Linked DNA regions of Arachis hypogaea: region 1 is linked to region 2. The links are chromatin contacts, called in public Hi-C maps. All regions are on one chromosome and are shown on one strand. Each heading gives the region's core, a stretch centred on a gene start, on an enhancer-like site or on the middle of the called end of the contact. The rest is flanking DNA. Distances are from core to core; before and after follow the strand shown. Region 1 holds the start of LOC112697146 (glycerophosphodiester phosphodiesterase GDPD1, chloroplastic). Region 2 holds the start of LOC112697144 (NAC domain-containing protein 83).

Region 1 (7,165 bases), core at 3,728-6,227, 210 kb after region 2:
AATGTCATTTTCTTCTCAAGTGGACCAACAACAGTTCTTTATCTCTAAAATGGACTAAGCCACTATGAACCAAATTTGGAGGTTTCTTTATGATACAGATCAATCACAATGAGGTAGTTATCCATGTCAAAGTCAAATCCTCCGACATCAAGACAATTGGCCATTTGAAGTGGTGCCTAGTTGTATGTCTTTTTATTCGAGACTTCACATGTCATCAATGTCTGGGCATTTTGGAGGATTGATTCCCCTTTGACTCAAGTAGGAATAGTCTTGGTCGAAGAGTTGAATTTGTCGATCCCACAGGTACTAGTGAGAGCATACCTCGTTTGGATCTTAACACAGTTGTAACGACAATTCAGGAAGAGGTCGAGTTAAAGATCGAGGAGTCAGAGGCAAATGCCTTTATACGCACCCTAATGAATGCACCCGTGACAGAGAGGATGACAATGATGATAATAATGATGATGATGACGACAACACATGAAGATGATCATGATCATGATGGGATGTGGAGGATGCATGTACACCCGCAACAGATATTCTTACCTGCTTTAACTTTATGTAGGTATAATTTTATAGTGATGTCATTATTGTTGTGTTTCATTGCATAGGTATTGCATGTGCTCATGATAAGAGTTACGATTTACGGACTAATCCTCCACGATGACGCCGTAACCACTTTACCACAGCAACAATTAAAAAGAATGTTGGAAAAATATGAAGAGTATGACAAAGGCTGTGAAAAAAAAAAAAAATTAGCAAGTAGTATCTCCTGGTTTGGTTTGACATTGTTAGGACTATGTTGTTTTTTGTATCATCTTTATATTCATGAATTATATTCAACTTTATTCTTATTGTAGTTTGTCACTTCAGGGACTTTATTATGGTAAATTGAATTATGTTAAATTTGACTTATTAGACATTATTTTGCTTGATTTGTAGTTAAAGTAATGCTTCACATGCTGATTTAAACTATATAAATATCAAACAACAAATTCACAAGAATTTTTATACATAAATTTTACTCTTTTAGATGTCTGAAATTAAATTTGATCATTATAATATATGTTAAAACTAACTCTATCACTTATTGTTTTATTAATTTTATTAAATAAAATACGAAAACAACAAATATATCAGAAAAACAAAAATAGAGAAGAAGAATAGGAGGAACAACAAAAAGAATATAAAGCCTTGATCCTTGACCTTGAGTCCTTATTTGTAGTAGATTCAAATTTTTTATTTTTTCCTAACAAATCACCCTCACCATCCGTCATGTCGCCTCCCTCTTTTCTTCTTTTTGAAAAATTTTTTTTTTTCAGCCATGTAATAATCACCCTTTTTTTGGTCCTCCTCCTGCTACCTACAAATCGCAGACAGCTATTTTTACTTTATTCCAATATGCCAATAAAACACAGGTGCATCATCATAATCGCTCGTAACACCAAACTTCAACCACTACTGCCCCAAGAAATGTGGCATCTTTTCCTAACCGCTTTTGTATTTTGCAATTTTGTTTATTTTGATGCCGACAGAGGATCTGGCAGTAGTACGCATGCCGTTTGCTTCTTGTTAAGTTTTACTGTAAGCAGAATTTTAAAAGATTTTTTTAATTATTGGAAATTTCAGAAACGTATTGTTCATTCTTCATTTTGGAGACATGTCCTTAACATCCCTTAGCATCTACAAAGCTGTAATGGCCCATGGCGGTGAACAAGAAACAATTTAAGGCGCCATCCTAACACTAACCATATATCCAAACAATGTAAAGAAAAGTAATCTGATTGGGAAAACATGTATGGCACATAAAAGTTTCCATATTTCTCCATTAAAATGTACATACATACATCATGTAATGTTGAAATGTAAGTACGTTATATGGACACAATGAAGGGAAGCTGACAACTACGGTTTCTGAAAGAAGAGAGCCATCAAGCAATCACTTTTACATACACATTAAGAAGAAATATATACAATTTGCTTAAATCTCCTCTCAAACCCCCATTTGTGTATTTTTGTTATAACCAAAATGAAAAGGGGAAAAAAGCGACCCAAGGTAAAGTAAGTAGTGACTCCTAGACTATCTGTATGTATGAAAGGACCATAATCTCTCTTCAAATCTGCAACAACTGTGGAATCAGCTTGAAGAGAAAAGACATTTCCTCCTGCGAGAATTTAGGATTTGACTTCACCTGCAACTTCCCCATCCCTTCTATTTCAGCCAAGCCCTCTTCGCCACCCACCGCATTGTTGCTCACTGGCTTTATCATATTCGCAACGGCCTCTGTTATTTCTTTCACCAGATCAACAATCACCCCATCAATTCCCATAAGATGTTGCATGTAGACTGCCTCAGGAACATTGCTGCAGAAAATTACATTGAACAAAAATAATGTGAGAACAAGAACAGGAAGTAAAAACAAAGGCAAAACCGCAGAATCGTAATTAGCATACTTTAGTTTTCCGTAAGTAAGAAGGCAAAGCGAGGACTCCTTGATCTTGCTTACGACTCCGGGGTTCCTGAAAACCCCTTTGATCTCAGAGACAATTCCTTGCAAATCATTCTCCAAGCAGAGCTTCAGGGCCTCCTCTAAAGAATTCCTTCTCACATCCTCATAGATTTCACATCCTCCGTTAGTCAAGAAGAATACCTGACACATAATCATCAGATTAAAATCCAATCAAAAAACATGTCAAAAGGTAAAGGAAAAAAAAATTCTTAAGTACAATGAGAATATCAAGAGGGCTTACAGGGTAGGTGCTTTGCAATTTACGAACAAGTATTGCAGCATCTGGCTGAAAAGTAGAGAATATGATAGGCCTGTCCTTGGCATGTTCAAACACAATCTGCACAACCGTTCAGAGCTTATTATAATTTGTTCCATACTTCCTTTAATCAAAGAGCAACTGAGGTAAAACCGGTTTAAAGATTGGCAAAATTCAGCGTGACAAAGTACTACTTGAGTCGACATGGAGTTTACATGAGTGGCTAGAGCTTTAGAATAGGTTTTGTGAAATTCTTATAAGGGACTTTCATAATCATTCTAAGTATTATTACTTCTGTCTTTGTCAATGTACTCTTTTGGACAAGAAAAAAAAAACACTAGTCGTTTTTGGTGAATAATTATCAATGTTTTTAGCGACCAACTCGGAAGCAATTTTTCAGAGGGTCAAACTAGTTAGTTAGTAATTATTTAATATATATATATATATATATATATATATATATATATATATATATACCTTCAAGACAGCCTGAAGGACATGGACAAGATGATCTTGCTGGTAAACAATGTGGTCATCGAACTTAAGCTCAACGTTGAAACCTATAGAGGGTTTAACGTTGACAAAAGCTTCCTCGAGAGTGCAGAGTGGGTCATCCTTTTCAACGTCCCACTTGAGTATATTACCCTCCTTTGTTTTCCTCAGCAACTTTTTCCCTTCCTTTCCAGCCTCTCTTTGAGGACCGTACGAAAGGAACTCAGAGAGGGTTAGATCCGTCATTCTCGTCTGAAACACATTACCCTGAGAAAAAGTTTAAGAGTCACAACTATTCAAAATAATAACAATATAAAGATATAAATAGATAATGGAGAACGGGAAAATGGAGAACTTACGTTCTCTTCGGAAAAGATGAAGTCGTCGTGGAAAATGACCGGGTAGTCATCTTTTGTCACCTACAAAAACACATTTCCGCTTTAACTTTTGTTTTTTTTTTTTTTTTTCGTTCTTCATTTCAGCTTCAACTTCTTAAGCCAAGTCAAATTTTTATATTTTAAAAGAAAAAAAATCCCCACACGAAAGTGGGGACACAAAAACAAACAAACAAGCAGCCAATCAGTACCGATCCACCTGATTAATAGAAAACGATAGAGCACAAAACCCATACCACACCGCACGGAAAAGAAAAAAAAGGAAAAAAACAAACAAAAGTATATTCGTCTTTTTCTTTCAGTAGTTTCTTTGTAGAAAAGACAAGAAATAATAAATCTGGCCTATTTTCCAGGAAATGCCACGATGCGAAAAATGCAGGGGCAAAACGGGAAATAAAGAAAACGAGTGGCATGTGTTATATTAAATTGGAGAAAAACGCGGCGAGGGAGCGTCGTTTCGTTCCCCGCTCGCGCGGCACCGGAAAAAGAAAGAAAGATAGAGAAAAAAAGAAAACACGAGAACACAGGGTTGAATTTCATCCATTCCTTTTTTTAATTTCGAAATTAAGAAAAGAAAAAACCAAAAATAGAAAGAAAAAGAGGTACCTGAACGTCGAATTCGATGAAATCGAGAGGGAAAGCAGCAGCGGCGTTGAAGGACATGATTGAGTTCTCCTTGATGGCTCTCATTCTCCGATCCGACGACTGCAACTGGTTCATGCCGTGTCCCCTGTGCCCTACCACCACAAACTTCGGCATCTTCAACTCACTCCGATTCATCTCCACTACACAGATAGCATTATAAAATTAATCAATATAATGATGCTTCTAATTATGAAAATTAATTAATATTGATAATATATACCGTTGGAGAAGCGGGTGGCGTAGGCGGTCAAAGAGGCATTCTCTGTGACGTGATCGAGGGAAGGGACGTCGGAGACGTGAACGGCCTTGAGAGCCATTAGAGAATTAAGAGAGAGAAAGAAAGAAAGAATAGAAAGAATAGAAAGGGAAAAAGAAAAAGAAAAAAAAAAAGAAGGGAAGAGGAGAGTGATGCAGGGAAATTTCGCAGAGAGGTTTGTTATTTCTTGTCGCTTTGATTCAAAGAATGGATGGGGGTGGTATTTATTGCTTGCGAAGATTGAATGAATGCTTTGGAAATAACATAGACGGGATCTTCGCGCCGAATATTCTTCGTTCCTTATGTCATATGCTCTTTGGATATTCCTATCCAACGACCCTACTTTTTTTATTTTTCGTTTCGTTAGGTTGCTTTTTTGGACCGTGACTTGTCTGTTATCAATTAAAATTTTGTTTTTTGGTTTTTATTTAGTTTTTTACTAACAAGGAGTGAATATATGCATTTATTTCATCTTTCCCCTATTCTAATTTAGCCACTGCCTGACTTGTAATGCGTGATTTGTTAGATAATTTTATCTAAACAGGATGAAAATTTTGTTAAAAGCGATAGGATTAAAAACATAAAAAACTTACTGAGTTACTTTTTTCTTATTTTTAAAATTAGTTACTCTTTTATAAATTAAATGAAAGTAAATTAACGTTAACACGTACTATCTAATCATTGTGGTTAAATTTAAAAGTTTTTAAAACAATTATAACTTGCACCTCATATATATGTAATGCTTAATTAAATTGTTCTAGAATATTATATATGTTATTTCTATGTTGTCAAGAAAATGTATCTTTTTTTAAGTTAGACGGTCTAAATATAATTTATTTTTAATATATATTTATATTTTAATATATAGTTGATATTAATAGTTAAAGATAGTAATAGATAAGATAAAATATGATTAAGATTTCATTCTAATCATATTAATAGATTAATTTTTTTACTAAAATTCAATATAAGTGTTATTTGTATTTGTGGCTAATTTAAATGTATACTTATACCTAATATAATTAAAATAAAAAATGAAAATTTTAAACTATATTTTTCACTATAGTCTAGATTCTAGACTCAAGATCACTAATTTTAATGTAATTCAAATTTATCAAGTTATTTAAAAGATTTAATTTTGAAGTCTATTCTAAAAAAATCATAAATATGTTGTATTTGATTAATTAAATACTTTAAGAACAGACTAATATTGTATTTAAGGGTGACAAATAGATGAGTTCGTCTCGTTCTGTTTTATCCGCCAAAAACCTGCTATCTGATAGATTAATTCGCTCATCACGTCTAGTGAGACGATTTTAAATTTCTCTCCAATTTCGTTTAACAACAATTACATTAATAGATTGACAGACTAAATTTGACAATTTTTTTTATTAATTTTTTAATTACTAAATCATTAAATATTAAATAATATATATAATTTTATAATCATTTTAATAAATTTATAATTTTTAAAAACATAAAAAAATTTAATTTCTAAATTCATAATATTAAAATTTTTATAATTCTAAATATATAATAAACATAATCATCAACCCGCCTTTATAACACGTAATGCGGATCATTCAGCTGGTTTCGATTCATTTACTACCACTACTTATACTAGAATGACTCATCACAGTAACGTTCACTTTAAAGGTAATAATAATAGTTTCATGGAGATAACCAGAAGATTCTACAACGAATGTGCAGCTTCTTTGTATTTTCTTTTTTTTTTTTTTCTTTTTGAAAACTGCGATCGATATCATATATGATATCTGTCAATGAATTTTTTTCCTTTTAAGAAATATTCTGAATTAGTCTCCAAAACTTAAGCGTCTGATATTTAATGTGTTCATAATTAGTTACATGTCATTCAATAGCAACGTTTATTGAAGGAAACATGGTTTAGTCACACTATGTTTGTTTGAGTGGAAAATGGAAGGAAAGAAAAGTGAGGAAAGAAAATAAGAAGGAAAATGATTATTTTTCATTGTTTAGTTGGAGAAGAAAATTGAGGGAAAAGAAAATGGATGGAAAAAAAAGTGGTGGGGCCCACCAATTTCTTTTCTCTCCAACATTGGAAAGAAAATGGAGAGAAAACTAATGTTTCCCTCTCTACTTCCAATACTACCCCTTCACTTTTTTTAATATATATTATAATATAGGGATAAGATTGTCTTTTTATAACATTTCTTTCTTTCTTATTTTCCTTCCAACCAAACACATCTAAAGAAAATAAAAATCCACTCAATTTCTTTCCTTTCTTTTCTTTCCTTTCTATTTCTTTCCTCTCTATTTCTTTCCTTTCAACCAAACATAGCCTCAAAGATTATCGTAAGATCATTTTTCTATATTTTCACATTAATTTTGAAGGTATTTTTCCAATATATCCGAGAAGTCGCACAATGATGCAAATTTTTTTTTTTTTGTCCCTGATGATGTTTTTTATTCAAGCAAATATTTAAATGAGAAGTCACATTTGTGGAGACAAGTTTTAAAGTATTTATTAACAGTAACAGATTCAAAAAATTTATATTAAAGACAAAAATAATATATATTATTATTAAAAGATATATTAATCGAAATTTAAAAAATTAAGCGTACATATCAA
Region 2 (6,739 bases), core at 157-2,656:
ATACTAGTAAATTAAAAGACCTATGCTGCAAGCAACTCCTATTGAATTTCCTAACTCATTTGAACAATTTTTGCTGCTCTAATAATTAATTTGTAACAGAGGATTCATTAGATGAAGTTGGTGAAAGAGGTCCTGTGTTAATTCCACTTATCTCATCTGCAAAATTTACTTCACTTGCTCTTTCTGCTTCTTCTTCTTCATCATCATCACTGCTTTCCTCGCAAGAAAACTTTGCCTTCTTGTTCCTCCTCTTATCCTTCTTCAGATATATTTTGTAGCCAGCCCATGATGACATTATCTGTTTCCAAAAACCACATGTTATGAATATGAAATATATACCAAAATAATTATTCAGATAAGATAATGTGGCATAGTATATGGCAACATGATCTTTCATTTTGCATTTAGATTCTATCTTCTAAAGAAATGAATTACCTGAGAGGGGTTGAGAAAAACACGGAACTCAAACATAACCCACTTAGTTTTAAGAAATTGAGTGCGGTTCTTCTTCCTCCAAAAAACAAACTTGGTCTTGAACCCAATGAGTTTGTTGTTGTTATTTAGAAGCTCCTGATTCCCTTTCCCCACCCTTTTCCAGTGCCCTTTCCCTGCTTCAATCTTGTTATTGTCTTCAAACACACGCTCTTTCAGATCAAAGTAAAAGTACTTTGTCTCCAGAAACACCTTTCCTCCTGAAAAACAAATAATTAAATTGGAAAAAGAGACCACAAAAGTAAAAAAATTCATTCAGGTTTAAGGGCTCAAGAAAGGACTAACGGTAATAAAAAATTAAGAATTAATTTAAGAAAATGTTGATCACGTAATTTCTTTTTTTAATTTTTAATGAGTGTGAAAATACTGATTATTAACGAGGTAACCATAAACAACACTGTCATAGAAGATTTAATATTGAAATAAATAAATACATAAAGAACTGGAAAATATTATTTAAATATATATATTAATTTACACGAACCTGAAGGGAGATTCTTGGGCTCAGTGTTGAAGACATCGAAGACAGGAACAACATCAAAATCCAATGTTTTTGAAAGGGCCTTGTTTTTGAGGTAGCAAGAGACAAAAACCTCGTCAGAGGGGCAGAATCTGTAGCCAACGGGCAATCTAAGAGAAGCATAAGAGGAGTTTGTGGCCAACCTGTTATCCATCTCAAAGAAGAAGAAGAAGAAGAAGAAGAAGGGGGGTTTGAGTGGAACTCCCCTTTGGAAGAAGAAGATAGAGGGATTTGAAGGATGAGACAAAGAGCAGTGTTGTTTTATGTGTGAGGACAGAGAAAAGTGGGTGTGGGTTAATTTATAGATACAAGACATGCAGTGCTATCAAAGAGAGAAAGAGGCAAAAGTGGAAGGATCATAACTCCAATTATGACCCAGCAATATCCTTAATTCCTTGTTTGACTTTCTAAGGGACCTTTTATCTGCTTTTAATTTTATTCTCTCTCTCTTCTATTATGATTTATTGGCTTATAGCACTGTGGACTTCTATTATGATTTATTCTCTTTCTTCTGTTAATCTTAAAAGTATTTATTGATAGGAGAATTTAAGAGCCACTAATAATGAATGAGATAGACAGTCGTTACAACTCAAAAATATTTTGAAAATTCTTTTTTAAGGACAAAGTCATACCAATCACTTTATTTATGGTCCAATGCTCGTGAGAATGAAAGATCTCGTTGTTCCTCGAACGCCAAATCCACCAGAGACCAGAAAAGAATCTAAAGGGACGCTGTTTGCTATTATGTAAGAACCAACTCATTAAATTCACTGGTTGATCGGAAATCCCTAAAGTTTGCCAAACTAATTGGGTTTTTGGACAATCCCGAATACAATATAAAACCGATTCCTGACCTGAGAAACATCGTGGACAACTATCCATGTTCGAAATGCGCCTCCTAAAATAAAATGCAGCAGTAGAAAGAGCCTCCCGAAGACATAGCCAGGCCAAAAATTTGTACTTTTCTGAAACATGTTGACGCTAAAGCCAAAGCTAATTACCTCTATCCTCCCAAGTAAACATCTTACTGAGCCATAAATAACCACTACGAGCATCATAAACCTTTGAAGCCGCACCAGTCCAACACCAACCGACCTCTAAACCAGCTTGAACATCCGGGTTGTAAGAGTTAATGTTGCTCTGCAGAGACTGATTCAGAGGAGAATATATATTCTCAAGGTTCCACTGTCCAGATGACCAAAGGTCCAAGATCCTGATATCTGAATCAGAAATGTGAACATAATCCATCTCCTAACACAGTTGCCTCTCTCTTCTCAATTTAGAAAACCAAAATTTAAAATGTCTTATTTGAATCCAAAAAATTTCATTTAACTTTAATATAGTCTCACCGTAAAGTTAAAGTTAAATAATTAATAGAATGTCCTACATGACAACAGTACAAGAACAAGGTTGATAATATTGAGAACAAATACAAACTTCAGATGCACAAAATCAACCATACATCAATACATTTATTTATCATTCTTCTTACAATTTAAATGAAATATTTTCTATAGAATTAAGGAGAATGATAAATCAATATATTGATGCATCCACGGTTAATTTTGTGTTTTTGGAGCTCGTATTTGTTCTCCAGGGCTGCGTTTATTTATAGAGACAGATACTAAAACAGGGACATAGAGACACAAAATTGTGTTTGACAGAGGAGGCAGAGACAATGTGTCCAGAGATACTGAATTAGTGTATTTTGTGTCCATCCTAACAGGAAGGACAAGGAGACACTAACAAAGGACACAACTTATTTTTCATTTTTTCTTTCATTATCCTTGTTAATTTTTTATAATTATATTTTTTATTATTATAATTTTCGTCTCAAATTTTTTGAATGAAAAAAAACGAGAATAAATTTGATTTTCATAATTTATTTTAGTTTATCACCAAACAAGATACAAGAACACAAAATTTTGTGTCTCTGTTCTTTGTGTCTTGTTCTCAGTGTATTGTCTTGTCCTGCTCTCAGAAACAAACGCAGCCCAAATTATCGACCTTGTTATTGTACAACTGTCATGCAGGATATTTTGTTAATTATTTAACTTTGACCTCACAATGAGACTACATTGAAGCTAAATGATTTTTTTTATTCAAATAAGATACTTTAAATCTTAAGGACTAAAACAGGATTATGCCCAAATATAGGAGACCAATTTAATACTTTATCCTTTAAAAATAATAAATTCTCATGCACCTAACATTTCTCTTATAGTAGTGCTATAGAGTAAATTAGCAAAATAATACTCGAAAGTTTTTATCGCTGACAAAAAGAATCCCAAAAAATGCTAATAATAAATAAGTTCTCGAAAGATTTTAAAATACAACAAAAAAACTAGATATCAAATATATATACTAAAAAAAAATTTTAGAGATTATATTTTGATACAAATTTTTGTAATTATTATTAGAAAAATAAAATATTTTATTTTTAAATTTGATAATTTTATGTTAAATGAATTTTTTTAAAAAATATTTTGAATTATCATATTTTTTAAAAATAAAAAAAGAATTTCAGAACAAATTTTGCTCTGATTTTTTTTACTTTCTAAATATTTATTTAAATATTATCACAAAAATTTAAATCAAATGAATAAATTGTTTGTTAAATATAAAAATTTTTTGTCACTTACAAAAATATAATAATTATTATTTATTTATTTTCGAATCATTCAAGAACTGTTTTGTTGATAATATTTTTTAAAGACTTTTTGTTGGCGGTTGAATTTTTTTAGGACCAAATTAATAGTTAAATTTAGTGTAATCTTAATAAATCTTTTTGGTATCCAGATTCAATTAAATTAGTCCAACTAAATCACACAATTTTTTTACTTGTTACTTTATTTTTTTAATTTCTTTTTCTGATGTTGTTATTATAATTTTATATATATAAATTTTGTATTTTCTACCTCTTTTTGTTTTTTATTCACGAGAGAAACAAACAAGAAGAAAAAAAAAAGATGGGGAAAAAATTTGAGATGAAAATAAAATAAAAAGTATTTTTTGTGTTTTTCGTCTATAAATTTTTGTGTTTAATTTTAAATATTTTTTCCTAAATATTTCTATGTTTGTTATAAGAAATTATAAAAACATACTTAAATTTTAGTTGGATAATGCAAAAATTATTTTAAATTGTATAAATTTTTGAGTGAAATAATGAAAAAGAAAAATACACAAAATTTTAGTTGAAAAATGCAAAAAATTTAGTTGTGTAATACATAAATTTTTTTTAACTTGAATAATAAAAAAGAAAAAATAATATTTTTTTGAAAAACACATAAATTTTAGTTACAAAACACCGAATTGTAGTTGCATAATATATTAATTATTTTAAACTATACAGATTTTGAAGAAAGATAAAAGAAATAGAAGGAGGAGAGTGTGCACAAAGAATAAGAAAAAAAAAATACGTGTGTAAATAGAAATTTGTTAGACCTAATTATTAAAATATTTGGTCACTCAATATTTTGGTATGATCTATAAATAAATTTAAAGTTAAATTACTCCAAAAATTCTTACAATTTTTTTTAAATTTATGATTAATTCTTTATATTTTAAAAAATTTTAACTAAGTCTCTACATCAGTTTTAAATTTGTCACTAAATCCTTTTAACAATAAATATTATAAAAATATTTTTATTTATCTAGCATCACTAGTGAATATATTTTAGCATATTTCATTAAATTATATATTTTTAGAACTATAAAAATGTGATTATAAATTTAAAACTGGTGTAGGAGCTCATTTAAAACCTTTTAAAATATAAACTTTCAATTACAAATTTAGTAATTATAGAAACTAATAGAGTAATTTAACATAAATTTTCATCTCATACAAATTATTAAAAGAAAAATAATATTTGTATTATTTTTTATAATTTTTTATGATATAAAATAGTATTTTTTATTTTTTATTACTTATTTTTAATATAGTAAAGTATATATAAAAAATTGGAAGGATGATAACTCTAATTATGGACCAACAATATTCTTAATTCCTTGTTTGACTTTGTAAGAGAGGTTTTTTTTAGAGTAAAATATTATTTTTGTTCTCAACGTTTAGGGTAAGTTCTAAAGTTGTTCCTAATGTTTTAATCGTCCTATTTAAGTCCCTAACGTTTCAAAATTGACTTAATGTTGTCCTGCCATTAGGAATCCATTAACAGAATTGACGGTAAGACAAAATTGAGACGATTTTGAAACGTTAGGGACATAAATAGGACGAAAACGTTGGGGGACAAAAATGATACATAGAAATAAATTTTAGTTTTATCCTTCAATAATATCAATTTTTTACTGTACATAATATTCAATTATTTTTTAATCACATCTAAGTAAATTATATTTAATCACATCACTTTCATTCTAAATAATTTTTTTATAATTTTACACTTAAAATTTTTATAAGTTAATATAAAAATATAAAAAAATTTATTTAGAATGAAAGTAGTGTGATTAAGTGTAATTTACTTAGATGTGATTAAAAAATTATTGAATATTATATACAGTAAAAAATTGACATTATTGAAGGATAAAATTAAAATTTATTTCTATGTATCGTTTTTGTTCTCAGTGTTTTCGTTCTATTTAAGTCTCTAACGTTTCAAAATCGTCTCAATTTTGTCTCGCCGTCAATTCTGTTAACGGATCTCTAATGATAGGACAACATTGAGCCAATTTTGAAACGTTAGGGACTTAAATACGATTGAAACGTTAGGGACAACTTTAAAACTTATTCCAAACGTCGGAGACAAAAATAATACTTTACTCATTTTTTATCTGCTTTTAATTTTATTCTCTCTCTTCTATTATGATTTATATTAGTACTATAAAGTAAATGATTAAAATGATACTAAAAAAATTTTATTATTGATGAAATGAAATTCAAAAATGCTAATAATAAATTTTTTTTTAAAAAATTTAAAAATATGACAAAAGAAACTAAATACTAAATATATATTTTATAAGGAGACTTTAGAGATTAGATTTTGAGAGAAATTTTTTGTAATTATTATTTAAAAAATAAATTTCTTTTATTTTTAAAATTTGATAATTTTATGTCAAATAAATTTTTTTAAAAAAATTTTATTTTGAATTACTACACTTTTTGAAAAATAAAAAGAAGAATTTATATATCAAATTTGAATCAAATTTTTTGTCTAAATATTTATTTACATATTATTACAAAAATTCAGATAAAATGAATAAGTTGTTTGCTAAACACAAAAATGTATTTTATTGAAAAAATATAATAATTATTAGTTTTTTTTATCACATTTTCTAATCATTCAATGACTATTTTGTAGATAATATTTTTCAATGATCTTTTTGTTGACGGTTAAATCTTTCAAGTACTAAATTAGTAGTAAAATCAAATACTCTATCAATAAATTTTTTTGGTATCTAAATTCAATTAAATTAGTCCAAATGAATCACACAATTTTTCAACGTATTATTTTGTATTTTATATTTTTTATTTCTTCTTTTGATGTTGCTATTATAATTTTATACTTTTTTTGTTTGTATTTTGTTTGTATTTTTTCTTTTTTCACGAGAGAATAAAATGGAAAGAAAAAGAGAAGGAGAAAGAGAAAAATCTTGATCTGAAAATGAAATAAGAAAATTTTTTGTGGTTTTTATCTATAAATTTTCTTGTTTACTTTCAAAGATTTTTTTGCTAAATATTTCTATTTTGTTATAAGAAATTATAAAAAAACA

What was found. A called contact is a pair of places that touch in the nucleus more often than the background predicts.
Region 1: a contact with region 2 is called in a Hi-C map of leaf, with 2.3 times the contacts expected there. The contact joins the promoter of LOC112697146 here to the promoter of LOC112697144 in region 2. A contact is called at or near these places in 2 of 8 Hi-C or Micro-C datasets (leaf and an unstated tissue).

Annotation. Positions count from the first base shown.
Region 1 is chr6:100,719,069-100,726,233 of arahy.Tifrunner.gnm2.J5K5, forward strand. It overlaps LOC112697146 (glycerophosphodiester phosphodiesterase GDPD1, chloroplastic), which reads right to left and starts at 4,978. Exons shown (of 7, transcript XM_025750192.3): 1 at 4,519-4,978; 2 at 4,260-4,438; 3 at 3,618-3,677; 4 at 3,244-3,525; 5 at 2,752-2,847; 6 at 2,455-2,651; 7 at 1,800-2,364. The coding sequence starts at 4,615. The coding sequence ends at 2,115.
Region 2 is chr6:100,513,705-100,520,443 of arahy.Tifrunner.gnm2.J5K5, forward strand. LOC112697144 (NAC domain-containing protein 83) reads right to left here and starts at 1,407. Exons shown (of 3, transcript XM_025750191.3): 1 at 977-1,407; 2 at 436-692; 3 at 1-298. The coding sequence starts at 1,328. The coding sequence ends at 86.